Regions from separate parts of the Sus scrofa genome. Here region 2 is linked to region 1. Evidence: chromatin contacts called from public Hi-C data. All regions are on one chromosome and are shown on one strand. The core of a region is the stretch at or near the end of the contact, and the rest is flanking DNA. Distances in the headings are between cores, read along the strand shown.

Region 1 (7,039 bases), core at 2,099-4,598:
TTTAAAAATAAAGTTGGAACAAATATTTATTAAGTAGTAACTTTCTACTTAAGGCTCTAACTTAATACATTTCGACGAGAGAAGGCTGGTTTTAGGAAGGTGCGCTGGCAATAATTTGACTACACTTCACGCAAGTAAGAATTCCACTACTGACTGAAAGGAGCCATCGCAGCTAGAAATTATTTTTTAATAAGATTTTTAAATATCACGTTGGTAATGGTTAAAAATGTAATTGGTAATTAAAGACTGGTTTTAACAATTTTTTACTGTGTTTTATGAGAGGTATGAGTTTTCAGACTATAATTTCAAATGCAAAGCAAATTAATGGAGATATTTAGAAGTTGATATATTTTGCATGATGATAATAAGCACATTACTTACACTGCACCTTTTAAATGAAGAACATAAACCAAATCTGCAAACCAAAGCCCATATTTTCTCTCTTTGTATTTTGACCTAGTAATCATTAAAGTTGTGAGTGTTTATCAATAATAATTATTGTAGTGCCACATATTGTGTGGTGGAACATTGCTATCTCCCGATAAGTACAAAAACCACTCAATGTTAATTTGCATCACAAAATGACCTAACATACCTGGAAAATAATGTACAGGCTTCACTGAAAAGAAACCTTTATATTTTTCTCTGTAAAACAAACAAAAATACAGACATATGATTGGGCCTGTCTGTGCTGGAGGAGGGGGTGGAGAAGAGGACTCATTTTCTATCTTACACCTCTTGTTTTATGCATTCTAAACTGCTATATGGGAAGAAAAAGAAAACATACTGAAACCACTTTGCAGTTAATGCCTTTGTGATTTAAGAGGCAGAGGTCTCAAGTTAAAGAAGGGAAACAGTATGCTTTTCCTTTCCCAAAGCGATTGCCCAGGGAGAAGGCCCTCTGGTCCTTAGCCTACGCAAGGGGAAAAAAGGACATTACTTCGGGCTGAAATCACTCTGAGACAGAAGAGGGGAAGTTTATGATGTGGCACTGTGCACTGTATCTGGTCTGCAGCCAGGAAGTTTTCATTTTGTAGCTCTGCTGCCAGTACCTGCCCTGCATATTCAGAAATAAAAATACACCAGAGCTCCAACTCAGAAACTGTGGATGTTACAAAGAATTAAAAGAGTTTATTTTTCTTTCTTTATTCTGAGTGTAATTACTGTTTTTAAAAAGAAAGAGCTGAAACTATAGTAACTGGAGGTTTTTTTTTTTTTTTTTTTTCCCATTTTAAACTCCCCAAACTACCTTCCCACAAAGCCATTTAAGTTAAATGGTACATTTACAGACTCACCTACATGAAGGATATAACTTAAAACATCTGCTTAGACATGTATGTTCTGTTCAGATATAAAGAATGTGGCAAAAACTGAAAAATATAGGGCCATTTAATTCTTAAAATGTATGTTCTTATGTGTGTGTGTGTGTGTTCGTTCATTAAAGAGATTTTTGACTGCAATTAGGTAGTCGGTCCTATAAAGGCTTCCTTGTGTGACCATGATTTCTAAAAATAAAATGCTCCAGTGAATATTTCTGCTAAATAATCACATCTTCAAAATTACTTTAAAGAAATCCCAATCCCTCATGTTACATTAAGCAGTAATACCAGCTTTCCATAATAAGCCTTAGTTGTATACCTCTTGCATGGTCAACAATTAATTAGAAGGTTAAAAAAAAGTCATGTTTACTTTATTAAGTAGTAGACTAATTTCCTTGTCCATCCCTACTTATTTACACTGGTGAATCTATTTTCTAAATTTGCAAATAAATAAGCATATCTAAGCCAAGGTTGCCTATCTTCAGGGTTCGGGAAAGAAGCATTCTATTGCTATCATTCTAACTTGCTGAAAGAATCACAGATGTGTGAAAGAGAGAGGGGTAGTGGTTAGCTGTTTCAAAAAACACTTCGCATTCTATCAAAGGACCATATCCATCTCTTTTTATATCCAATATGCTAGAGATCCATGGTATCTAAGAACAATTTATATGAATTCTTCATGTGCATCTTATCTATGACAACAAGATACAAGAGGAAAACCAGACCATGCTCAGGATATTGTTTGGAAAAAGTAGATTCTCACCAGGGACTGCTTCAGATATCAGTTCCTCCAGTCTCTAAAAACAAGTATAAGGCACTTGACTTAAATCATTACTAGAAGATCTGCACTGTCATTCTACATGAATCGCAACCACTTGCAGGATGAACAACATTGCTCCATTCATTTCAAATTTACAACATTAAGAATTAATAAAGTCTCTATAACATCTGCATTATTAAAGAGTAATGATTCCTGCAGAAATCTGCCTGCAATAGGTTTACTGTTTTTATCATTTATAATATCACCAATTTCCTTTATAACATCCTCAAGAGATTACCTTCCTGTATTTTTTGAACTTTGTTTACAACTGGCTACATTTTAAAAATAAATACAGAGATTTATCTTAGGCAATGTACAACAAATACATTGTGGTGATGACGAATGCTCGTAAGATCATGTTATCACCTCAAACATAAATATGTATATAACAAGTATCATATAATTTTCATACTTAGGAATATAACTTTCCTTTTTATAGTTAATGTTAAAAAATACCAATGAAATGTGAGATAATGCTTATTGGATAATCTTTTTCATATCCTTATATTTTACAATGAATTCTTTGTTATAGAATTTTTTTAAATTATTTCTCTTGCACCAACAAAAACAACTAACCTAAGAACATTGATGCCATCTACTTAATCTTAAGAGAGATAGGGAATGGGACTTTTAGCTCCCTTTATTTCTTTATGCTTCAATAAATCTGTAAAATAGTTACTACCGAATTCTTGTTTTGAGCAAAATTAATTCTTGTGCCCTTTATAGAAGTTAATACTAAAATTACAAAATTTTGGGGCATTTTTTCAACATTCAGTGTGAGAAAAGTTATCAATTAGAACTGCTTTTAAGAAAAACCTGACAGTTTCCTTTGCTCACTAACTACAGCAGCCGATTAGAAATTATTTTCTTTCTCATGCTGTTATTCACTTACATACTGCATATTTGCTTCAATTCTCCAAGGGAAGAAATGTGGCTCTTGTGGGAAAGGTCCACCCCTTTCTACATGTTTGCTTCCTTGAACGAAAGGAACACACCCCCTAACATTCTTTGAAATGCGTCCAACATGCAAAGAATTGTAATAGCACTGTATTATTGACCAAATTAGAATATCTTGAATGAGTCAAATATTATCAAATTGCATGTGTTTTGAATCAACTAAATGACGCATACAGAGGTAACAGAAATGAACCACATTTAGTCAAAGCCTAGGGTCTACGTTTGGACGCTCAGAATACTTGTGTTAGTGAAAGAAATCTGTGGCTGTTTTTGTGCCCTTGTGTGTGGTATGACAACTCAGAAGGAGGCCCATAAATGTTACAGGCTTCCGAGTACATCCTTTGAACCTAAGACCCATTAAGGGAATGCCTCCTCCCTTTCATAAATACTTTAAAAAAAATATTCAGAAACTGAAGTAGCCATCTTTTGTAAATAGAATCAGAAAGTTGTCTGAAATCACAGAAGTACAAGAATATGGAAAGCCTACGCTCACCATCTTAATGACAGAAAACTCACACCAAAGTTGGTAACCACTAACTTCTACCTCATTAGACAATTTTCTGGTCAGGAGAAGCTGTCTTCTAAGTTTTCCTTCTACTATATTGAATACTATGCTCCCAAAGCAAGTTTTTTTTTCATTGCTATTTTTAACAAGGCGATAGATTCCAATTTTGTGGGAATCTATGCATTTATCCTTACCTGTTATTTTCTTAAACTCTCTTTTTTACTCTACCTTTACACGGAAATTTGCAAATATAAAGACACAGAGTAGGCAAAATTTTGTATCTTTTAAGATATTTCATCATCTAAAACGAAATGGTTTAGTCCCCTTGCAATTTGTTCATCAGGCATTTGTGGATGAACTCAGCTGTATAATTTCCAGGCCTACAAAATGGAAGCTCTGATACCTAGTCTATGTTTTTCACTCGGAATTAGAGTGAACATAAACAGTGAGCATATAAGCTGGAGCTGAAGGTAATAAACTTATTAGAACTTAGTAAGACAGTGTTATGGTCAAAGAAAACCTGCAAGTGTATGCCACAAACCCACTCAGATGAAACATCTCATTCATTGGAATCTCCTATCTCACTGTAATAATGCACAGAAAATTAAACACATAAATATTAATTTTATGTATCACAGAAGATGTAGGCAATGAAAATGCAATGTTTACATTTATGAGTGACTCATTAGTGTTTTATTGTGTGAAACACTAGGAGGCATCAGTTGGGTAAAAAAAGGCTCCAATTTTTAAAGAAGCAAGAAATTACTGTAGAGTTGGATGTGTAAGAAGTAGGGGTTTTCAAAATGTTATTATGTCAACTAAACTTTTTCTCTGAAATAAACTCTGAAAACATCACATTTTGTGGCCAAAAATGACCCTTATAAAACATTCACAAAATACATATAATTTGACCAATAAACACCTATCAAAATATATTTCAAATATACAGATTCATTAGCTATGTAATTCCACATTTTTATGAAAAATATATTTGGTAACAGAAGAACATAATGGCTATTAACTACCATGCATTTTCTGCTCTGTTACTCAATACCATGAGTGTATGTTTTATTTCTGGCAAATTCTGTTTTATGCTCTCTACAATGCCTTTGAAAATGTCTACTGCAAATTAAGCCTTATAATAATAACTGCTTCACATAAACATCCAGAACTTGGTATCTGTTCAGAAAGAAGTGATGGAACTTAAAATGTAAGCTACGTATATAAAAGAGGACATGTTTTCTCTTATTTCACTATTGAAAGCCTATCATCTGAAAACTGAGTTTTCTACTGTTTGAATGGCTCTTCATAAGGAAGAAGCAACAGGGTCGTGGTATACTTATCTAGCAATCATTTGAAATTGGAGTGTCTTGCCATTCCCCAACAATCAGCTTTTATCTCTGACCTATCAAAATAACATGTGAACTGCGTAATCCGCCTTTTGTAAGGTGCACAGACTCTGTTGTAGCTCCTGGTTTTGTGAATCGCCTGTGTAATCTGGTTTGATTTCCTAAAGATGACAGATCTCGGTGAATAGTCAGGCTTTACTGAGTGCAGGGCAGTCCACGCGCCCGTGAGATTAAGGTACGGTGCTGAGGACGGGGATCTTAATCACCTACCCTTCCACATTCAGCACACAGACTGCGCACCGGTGATTAAATCTTCATTGTGTCCAGGCAATCACTGTATTCATGAAATGAATATGTGCATTTTTGTAAGTTTTAGGTATTAATTTGTGTGTTTTCTCAGAGGATGTGCTTTGGGTAAAAAAAAAAAAGTAGAACTTTATTAATAGTCTCTTTACAGTCCACTCTGTGGCCCTTAATTGCATATGAAATTCTTCCATCTTACTTTGAATCATGCCCCTGAAGCCAGGGTTCTCTGTTTAATAACTATTTTTTTTGTTGTTATGAAGCACAAGTGTCGCCGCACAGATATTTCCCCATTTTTGTCACTTTCTGAGATTTCATAGACACAAAATATACCGCATGCAGAGTTGGGAAATAAAACCACAAAATATACTACAATAAACAGAAGAAAGTTTTGAAATACAGCGTTAATATATGCCAATGAGTTTTTTAAGCTCATTTTTTTAAGTAAAATAAGTTTAAATACAATAAATCACTTATCGGAAAGATATGGTTGTTATGCTATACAATTTACTGATTCAGTAAAGAGAAGGGCCAAGGAAGAAACTGACAGACATCTGAAAAATATAAAGACATGTTGCTTTTTCAGGATCCAATTTTGAATCATTAGATAGCCCTTTTCCCTAATGGAGTGAACTATTCCCTCAAATTTTGAAAACTGAATGTGTTTACAAAATAGAAAAGAGGGAAGGTACAATAAAGTCCTTGTTACTTAAATTGCATGTATTTAATGTTAATATGTTTCTGTTCTGAAAAGTTAATATATATGATTGCATAGGTTTAAAGTATGAACAGCTGAGAAAAGCCGGAAAATTGATTTTTTATTTTAAAATGCTTTGTTATTTAAACCAAAGAAATAAATTAATATTGAATAAAAGTTACATCTTTAATACTGCCTTTCACTATATTCCACATATATACATAGCAATCATAATGTAAATAGCATAATTAATGAATGAGGTAAAAATACTGTTTTTAGTAAGAAGTCTGGAAAATATGCTACAAATACTCAAAGCTGTGTGAATTACAACAGTAAAAAACAGATTTTTATAAAGTTTAGCAAAACCTGAAGTAAAGATAACTGTCAACTATTGTCTCCTTAACTTGATTAGGGGATCACATCTTAAACACTGCCTTTAAAGTGTGTTTTAATGAAAACTTTTAGAATTCATTTAGAAGTCTAATATATAGTCAAGTATACTTTTGCACAAATAGAATGAGATACTTGATTTTAGAGATTTTTTTTCCTCTTGAGATCAGACATTAGATAAGTACATCTCCTTTTACCTGTCAAGTTCTGCATCTACTTGCTTTAGAACTACCTCTTTTAACTTAATAATTTCATGTATACTCTGGAGGACAATAATATGGTTTATTAACTGCATTATACTTAACTGAAATGCTTGTGCCATACTGGTATATACTGAATGTTTTCAAAGACTGGCCCAAATTGACATTATTTTAAAAATTAAATAAGATGTTTTTATTTCAAATTGGAGATGGTTAATCTCTTTAAAGCTAAAATTAGTACGCAATACAGAGGGGCTCACAGGTGGTCACATTTCCATGTCCTACCAAGTCTCTAGGGATTGGAGTTATTACATTCTACATAAACATCTTTACTCTGCAACCACAATTCTATCGCAAGGTGCCAGTTAAAAAGAGGCTGGTCACTTTTTTTGACTGGTATAATGAGGTAGCCAGAGTTCCTTTTATAGCACTTAGAAAATACATGCAGTCACCAACCATTTCACAAGACAGTTACTATTAGAGTTAGTATCAGATTCAC
Region 2 (7,039 bases), core at 2,470-4,969, 350 kb after region 1:
GCAGACATGTGCTTGAGACTGGGTGAGTCTTATTTGTTCTCTATTTCTTGTTACTTACTGTCAGTCCTTAGCTAACCACACATAAGGAACCCACCCTGTGGGCTGTTTTTTTGCTGTGCATATCTGAACCATGATTATAGTAATGTGCTTTTTATTAACATTATTGTTAGGATGGGTTTCTTTTTGTTATTGTTGTTTCAATCTGCCTCAGTGCTTTTTTTTTTTGAAAGGTGAGGTATAAATAAATTCAACAATGTCAGCAGGTCAGCCAGAGCACAGATGTGTAAATACAATGAATTTTGTCCCCTTCTAATTAAAAACCTTGAACTTGTTCCAACAACAGAGTTACAGCTCTAAAATGATTCTATTTGGAAAATTCTCTTTTGAAAATGTCTTTAGAGCCTTTGCCTATCAATCACAGCAAATCATCGTTCTTTGAGGGTGGGTTTGATCTTTTTTTTTTAAAAAAAAAATTATTGAACAAGTAATTATTAGGTGCTTACTACGTGGCATGCAGTATACCAGGAGCAAGGAGCAAGACAGACACAGTTCCTGCCTTTGAAGACGTTTAAGATCAAATCTGGGATGAATATCTGAGTCCTGGATAATACCTTTACTGATAAGAACAAGATGTGACTGTACAGTGACAGTCTTAACTGCCTCAAATGACAATTTTAAAGAAGAGATTTGAAACATTTTGAGTAATGGCAGCATCTCTGGAATAACTCAGACATACTACCCAGAAGACAAACACTGATTTTTTTTTATGCATACAATATAGTGCTATGTAGTTTGTAAAGCACTTTATTTATACACAGTCTGGCACTTTCTTCTCATAGGAACTTTGAATTATCAACCAGGTTCGAGTACCAATTTCCTATACTATAAGATGAATGATCTCTAGGTGTCTTCTAGGTCAGGAGTTTTGTAATTCTTATGTCCCTAATACCATGTATTTATATTGTATCATGGGTTCATCCCTTCAGAATAGTTCCTTGTGATCTCTTTGGCTGAGGACCTTCCAAGCAGAGATGGGAGCCCAGTATCTTCTCTTGGGGTGGTGAGTGGTGGCAGAAGTCCTAGGGCTCTGCAGGCTTGGGCATCTAGAAGCCTGGCAAAGGATGGACTGGGCTCATTCTTGGCCACAGGGTTAGGAGCAGAGGGCGACTAAGGCTGAAGTCGAGGTGAAGGAGTTTCCGTGGGAGTGAGGGAAGGTCTGCAATATCAAGTTCAAAGGATCAGGCTGAGCAAGAATCAAGACTCAAAGGAAAACGTTGTCTAGATAGCAAAGAGGTTGTGGAGGCAGAATCTAGAAAGCTACCTGAAGAAACAATATTTCTCTTATGAGTGCTAGAGACAGAGCCCAGGAACTATTAGAGTGAAAAACATAAAAAGGAATTTTTTTTTTTTTGTCTTTTGTCTTTTTGAGGGCCACACCCACGGCATATGGAGGTTCCCAGGCTAGGGGTCTAATTGGAGCTACAGCTTCTGGCCTATGCCACAGCCATAGCAATGCCAGATCCAAGCCACATCTGTGACCTACACTACAGCTCATGGCAACGCTAGATCCTTAACCAACTGAGTGAGGCCAGGGATCAAACATGCAACCTCATGGTTCCTAGTCAGATTTGTTTCCACTGTGCCATGACGGGAACTCCCTGGAAATTTTTTTTTTAAGTTGGTTTTTTTCACTTAATGTTATCAGTGGTTGAACACTGAAAATAAAGAGAAAATATAGCTCTGTTCTAAAACTTTACCTAATCAAATTTCCTAACCAAAAGCCCATTCCTTTAATAGGAATATCTTGATCATTTCCAAGTATGTAGTGATCGAAATGGAAATTTTTCTTTATATCCCAATCTCAACATCTTTGGGCCTTCTTTGTCCATATTAGACGTAATATATGAGTCCATTTATTACATAGATATAAAAACCTCCCTCCTGTCAAAATGTTTACACCGTAAAAATTGAGTGTTTTTTTTTTTTTCTTTTAAGATTTTGCTACTTATCCCAGAAAAGTAAGTGGAGTATTTGAATATAACATCATAGCCATAATAAGCAATAAAAGGAACCCCTGATGGCTTTGACTCCACACACTCCACATACATACACCCCACACATACCCCCCAGTGTGCGGATGCATGGGTAAATTGTGAGAGCATCTCAAGGTGTGGGTGTGACAGGGCCCTTTTGCAGAAACTTTTGGGTCCCGCATTTCAACTCATTTTCACCACCACGTTCAAAGTTCATACCTCTCTTTTCCCAGCACTGCTTATCCATTTGTATAGCAGGTTTTTCCCAGTGGCATGAAGCTACAGTGGATGAAATTATGTGCAAATTGTGGGTGTAAGAAGCTGTTCATGACCTGTTTCTACTTTTTTACTTCTGGTTTTGTGTCATTTTTACCCCTAGGCACATTTAGTAGCAGAGTATTTCAAACTCATCCAAAATTTAATTTTGCTTTTTTATCATTTGTAATTCATTCTTTTTCTGAAAGGTTTCTAAGTATCTAGGTGTTTTACTAGTCAGCCGTCATCCAGAATTTTAGCACCAATAAGTCTGTTCATAGGCCTTTTTGTTTTGCTGTTGTTATTGTTTTCTTTCCCTGAACAAATTTATAGCATTAGGTCACACTTTATCGAGAAGCTTTATTTTCCATCTGCTCTCCATTTTTGCTCTATTATTAGGCTGTGCTTCTGGTATTCTGATCCTGCTTCATTTCCAGGACTCTTGTTGACGTCAGTGGGGAACCTAGGCAGAGAGGAGGGCATAATCCTTGGCTGGGCTCCACGGGCGGTTTTGGGAAAAGCGTCTGATCTCCTTGAGGTGGGACTTCCGTGGGATGGACCCCTGTTCATTTCCTACAGACAGTGGAGCCTCTGCATCGTATTTAATGCAACCGCGGATACAGGATGATATACTTGCTCAACCACCCAAATAATATTGACTTTCTGTTAAAAGGCTTTTAACATAAATTTTAGGAGATTAACAAAATACATCACAGACTGTTGCTGAGAATGCAGGGTTTTAAACTGTGTTTCTCCTCCATTGATTTTAGTTAATATATTTTCACCATCCCCTTATTTTACTGTATCTTTTAATTTGTTATTCATTTGTTTGAAACCAGAACTCTGCTGAGGCGTTTTGGACCCACAGGAACTGAAATAGTTTGCCTTCATTATCTGGTAGACCTGCTCGAGTCTGTAGCCCCTGACAGAAACCACAAGACTGTACAAACTGGCAACTGCGGGTTTGTCTGTTCTCTATTGATTCTATTTCTGGAAAAAAACACGAACCAATGGCTGAGCCATGTGACTGTACAACTGACCCAGTGCTCCCATCAGAAGGGGGATGGAGACCTTTTGCAGACAGGTCGTAATGGGACCTAAACACTTTTCTGTTTGCTTCTCAACCATGGCCTTTGAAAACTTTGACATAGAAGTTTAACTCTTTGTATTCTGGAATGCGAACCCACTAGAGAATCAAAATATTCCACAGCATGATATTTACATTTGGTCATATTGTGCCAAACATCCAATAAAATGTATAATAAAAACTTTATATAACTTTGCTTATAAGGTGTCTTTGTTCTTGCTTCCAACATGAGAATTACATGACAACTCTACCCAAAGACTTCAAAAGAAAATGATACACACATACTCTTCAAACTATGAAACTGCAACTGCTTGAGTGTTTCCTTTTCTTGAGTTTTAGTATTGGCACTGAATACTAATATTCAAGTAAATAGAATGCATGACTTCCCTGCAGTATGGCCTAATGAGAGAGTTCTTCTGGTCTTGGCTCTAACAAGCTATCCTTAATCTTCTTGTTCCTTCTCTTTACATGGACCTGACCAATTGATCTCTAAGATCTGTGCTAGTTCTAAGAGTCTGAATGAATAAAAGCCCCTGCTAACACCAGAGAGATCCAGGTAGTAGAGAACACATCCTATTAAGCACACGCACAGGCGCGTGTACACGCGCACGCACGCGCGCGCGCGCGCACACACACACACACTCAACAGAAAAACCAAAATAGCTCCCCTCTCCTCCTCCCCCAACAATGACAATGCAGCCATCTGTTGGACGTTCCATTTCACTTAGCAGCTGCTCTCAGATACAGAAATCTGCATTCCTCCAGCTCATGCTGGTATGCATGCAGCATGTGTGGGTACTAGCATTCGACTCTCCCACCCAAAGGAATGGCATTCATTGAATAAAAATGATCACAGAAGGTTTCTTTACTCTCCCATCACATAAAATGCCTTTTTCCTGATAATAGGCATTTGGAGCTATCTCTGCTCCTCTGTGTATTAAAATAAACCCTCTTAGAGATATTCACATCAAACAATCATCTAAAATTGAAGAGGACAACCAGAAAAAGGCTTCAGCGAAACTCCTGCCTTGCCAGAAACTTCTGCTTTGAAGGAGAGTAGGAGGGGCTGGAATGTAAAGTTCCATTTTACTTTTATTTTGTCAATACCCCCAACATTGCACTTAAGTACTGAGAAATGAATATCGTACAAAAGGGAACTGGGAGTCTTTTTAAAGCAGCATTAATTTACCATCAAACTAAATGAAAAAAATATAAGCTGAATCTCCAAAGGGAACAGAAAAGTGAAGTCCTTGAACACTTCCCCCACCCCCTTGCTTCTCCAGGCTGAATTTTGTCCTCTATGTGGTAGATTATATAAAGTGGTAAATCATTTAAAAAGAGACACTTGGGGTTGGGAGTTGGAAGGAGCTGCAGTTATAAACAACAACAAAAAGGGGTCCTATAGGCACTGCAGACAGAGAACCTTGGGTAAAATTGGATCTGCTTTTGAGTACATAATTTAGGACATTTGTTACAAGATTACTGTGGTTTTCTATAAATGTTAGTTTGCTGTATTATTTTCCATGAACTACTTTTCCAAAATGCAGAATATTTTGCCCCCCAAACATGGAAGCACTAAAGCTCAGATGAGGCACTGATTCATGGGGAGTCACCCAGAAACAGCTGGTCAGCCATCTGCAGCCCCAGAGTCCTTTTATTTTTACTTTGTTCAGCTAATTCTTTATGTAGAGGAGAAGAAGGAGCATCAATCCTGGGAGAAGAACGTGGCTGTGTAAGAAAATGATGACTAACTCTTGCCCGAGACTGGTATCTGGTGGCCTGATGTGCTGATTTGGAGGGCAGCACATTTCCTATGTGCATTAGGCTCTCAACTCTTTACTACATGTGCATTATTTTCTGTGCATCCTGTTCTTTGGGAAAAGGAAAGAAACGATGATATGCCATTGATTGTTTTGTGGGAATTGTTCCAGATTAGAGCACCCTTGAGTGCTATAACCAGTCTTTGCAAGGCAGGCAGAAGAGCAGGAATCAAGGACAGGTCTGGAGTCAGACCTGCAATCCTCTGAGGACCCCCTGAATTGTACCCTTAAACTGCCCTAGATTTGGTGGTCAAAAATGTTGGGGATAAAGACACTATTTGACAGAGTTTAAAAAATAAGCCGTGATTCAGTTCCATAATTTTATGAATCAAAATGCTGAATAAATTTTTAGGCAGTGCTGATTTATTTTGCATTTTGACACTGCTGTCATAAAGCTGTGGGTAATTCCATCAGAATGGCCTTTTGCCTCCCAGAATGGGTAAGGGGTCCTTGTTGACAGAAGATGGATGGTTATGTTATCCCTTTCTTCTGTTACCCAAGGCAGTTCATTCTGGTGACAGAGCCAGATGACTGTTTGGGAAAGAAAACACTCTTCCAATTCTAGCAAGAAGGCTCTTAGAGGCACAGGTATATGCTGCTTACAGGTAGGCATAATTGTAGTTTAATCAGAGACTTCAGTGTCTCTGGAGACCACTTTTGGCACACCTTTTAATATTTTCCTTAAATAATCAAAATCTTTTTTACCTGTTCCCCAGATAAATATGGATATATGTCTGTGTATGCACACATACATAATGTACATATATATATATATATATATATATCTTGTTTATTTTTTAATTTTGGTTTTCACTAAGTTTTTTTGTTTCCTTAATGACTTACATAACTGCACTGCTGCAAGTGAAATATTTTTACAGATAAAAGGTAGAGAAGATGAACTTTTATTGCTGCATTTAATCTGTGTGGTGCTAACCCAGGACATTAGTTGCCGATCACCTCTAAATTTTCTGGTGTACGACCGTGAAAAGGCTCAAGACAGTTGACTAGAACGGAAGACAAGTGCACCTCTAATTGATAAGGCATACAAGTTTTTTAAAAAAGAATAGGAAAACCATCTGTACTGTAAACTTTTGTATCTCTTATTCATTCCTGTTTACTCTGCTGTTCAATCCAAATAAAGATTGTTTCCACCTCAGCAACACAAAAATCACATGGACCATCCTTCAGGCTGTCAGTCAGAGAAAAGATATACATATGCCCAAAGTATACACTTGTGCTTGTTCACAGTGTTATTTGGGGAAAATATGTTGCATGTTCTCCTGGCTCTCCTAGTTTTACATTTCGAATTAATGCAATTTATTCTAATTTATGACAACGGTTTGAAAGGCTTGCTCTCCGTTTTCCCATTTATAAGGAAGTTATTTACATAGAGGCGGAAAAGCCAGAGGGGAAGTAGCTTGCTTTGCATGGTCAGGTGGAAGAATCCGGTGGACTCTGCTTAGAGCATTGTGCTCTAGGGCTGATTGTAACACCCTTTTCTGCCACTTTGGTAAAGGGAATGAAATTATGGAGAACCTTTCTTCTTCTTTAAGAAAGTCTTACACAATGGAGTTAATTACCTCCCCCAACTCTCTTGTTCTCTCTTCCTGTATTTGTATAGCAGCTATCACCATAGTACCTATACACATTGATAAGAGTGCTATTTTAGGGAAAAAAAAAAAAAAAGACAGAAGGCAAGGAAAAAAAACCAAAACATTATTCTTTGTCATAGTATAAGAATCCTGTAAGGCTAAAAATGGGAGGTCTGCATGATTTTAGAGGCCTTTCAAAGAGCCCAAAATAAAAGAGATTGACCTCATTGTACCTAGAGCAGTACCTCAACT

What was found. Hi-C and Micro-C count contacts between places; a contact is called where the count stands out from the background.
Region 2: a Hi-C map of fetal heart ventricle shows a contact between it and region 1, with 2.4 times the contacts expected there. The contact joins two enhancer-like sites. A contact is called at or near these places in 3 of 47 Hi-C or Micro-C datasets (embryonic fibroblasts, fetal heart ventricle and heart right ventricle).

What each region holds. Positions count from the first base shown.
Region 1 is chr2:96,267,758-96,274,796 of Sscrofa11.1, forward strand. It overlaps a transcript of MEF2C not described here. Among named protein-coding and RNA genes, the nearest start is that of MEF2C, 54 kb to the left of the region's middle. Within about 2 kb of position 3,349, at least 16 of the 83 cell types and tissues checked have an H3K27ac peak or open chromatin away from gene starts, as enhancers often do.
Region 2 is chr2:96,612,857-96,619,895 of Sscrofa11.1, forward strand. It overlaps LOC102159394 (a long non-coding RNA gene), which reads left to right. Exons shown (of 6, transcript XR_002341810.1): 6 at 3,128-3,582. Among named protein-coding and RNA genes, the nearest start is that of MEF2C, 400 kb to the left of the region's middle. Within about 2 kb of position 3,720, at least 12 of the 83 cell types and tissues checked have an H3K27ac peak or open chromatin away from gene starts, as enhancers often do.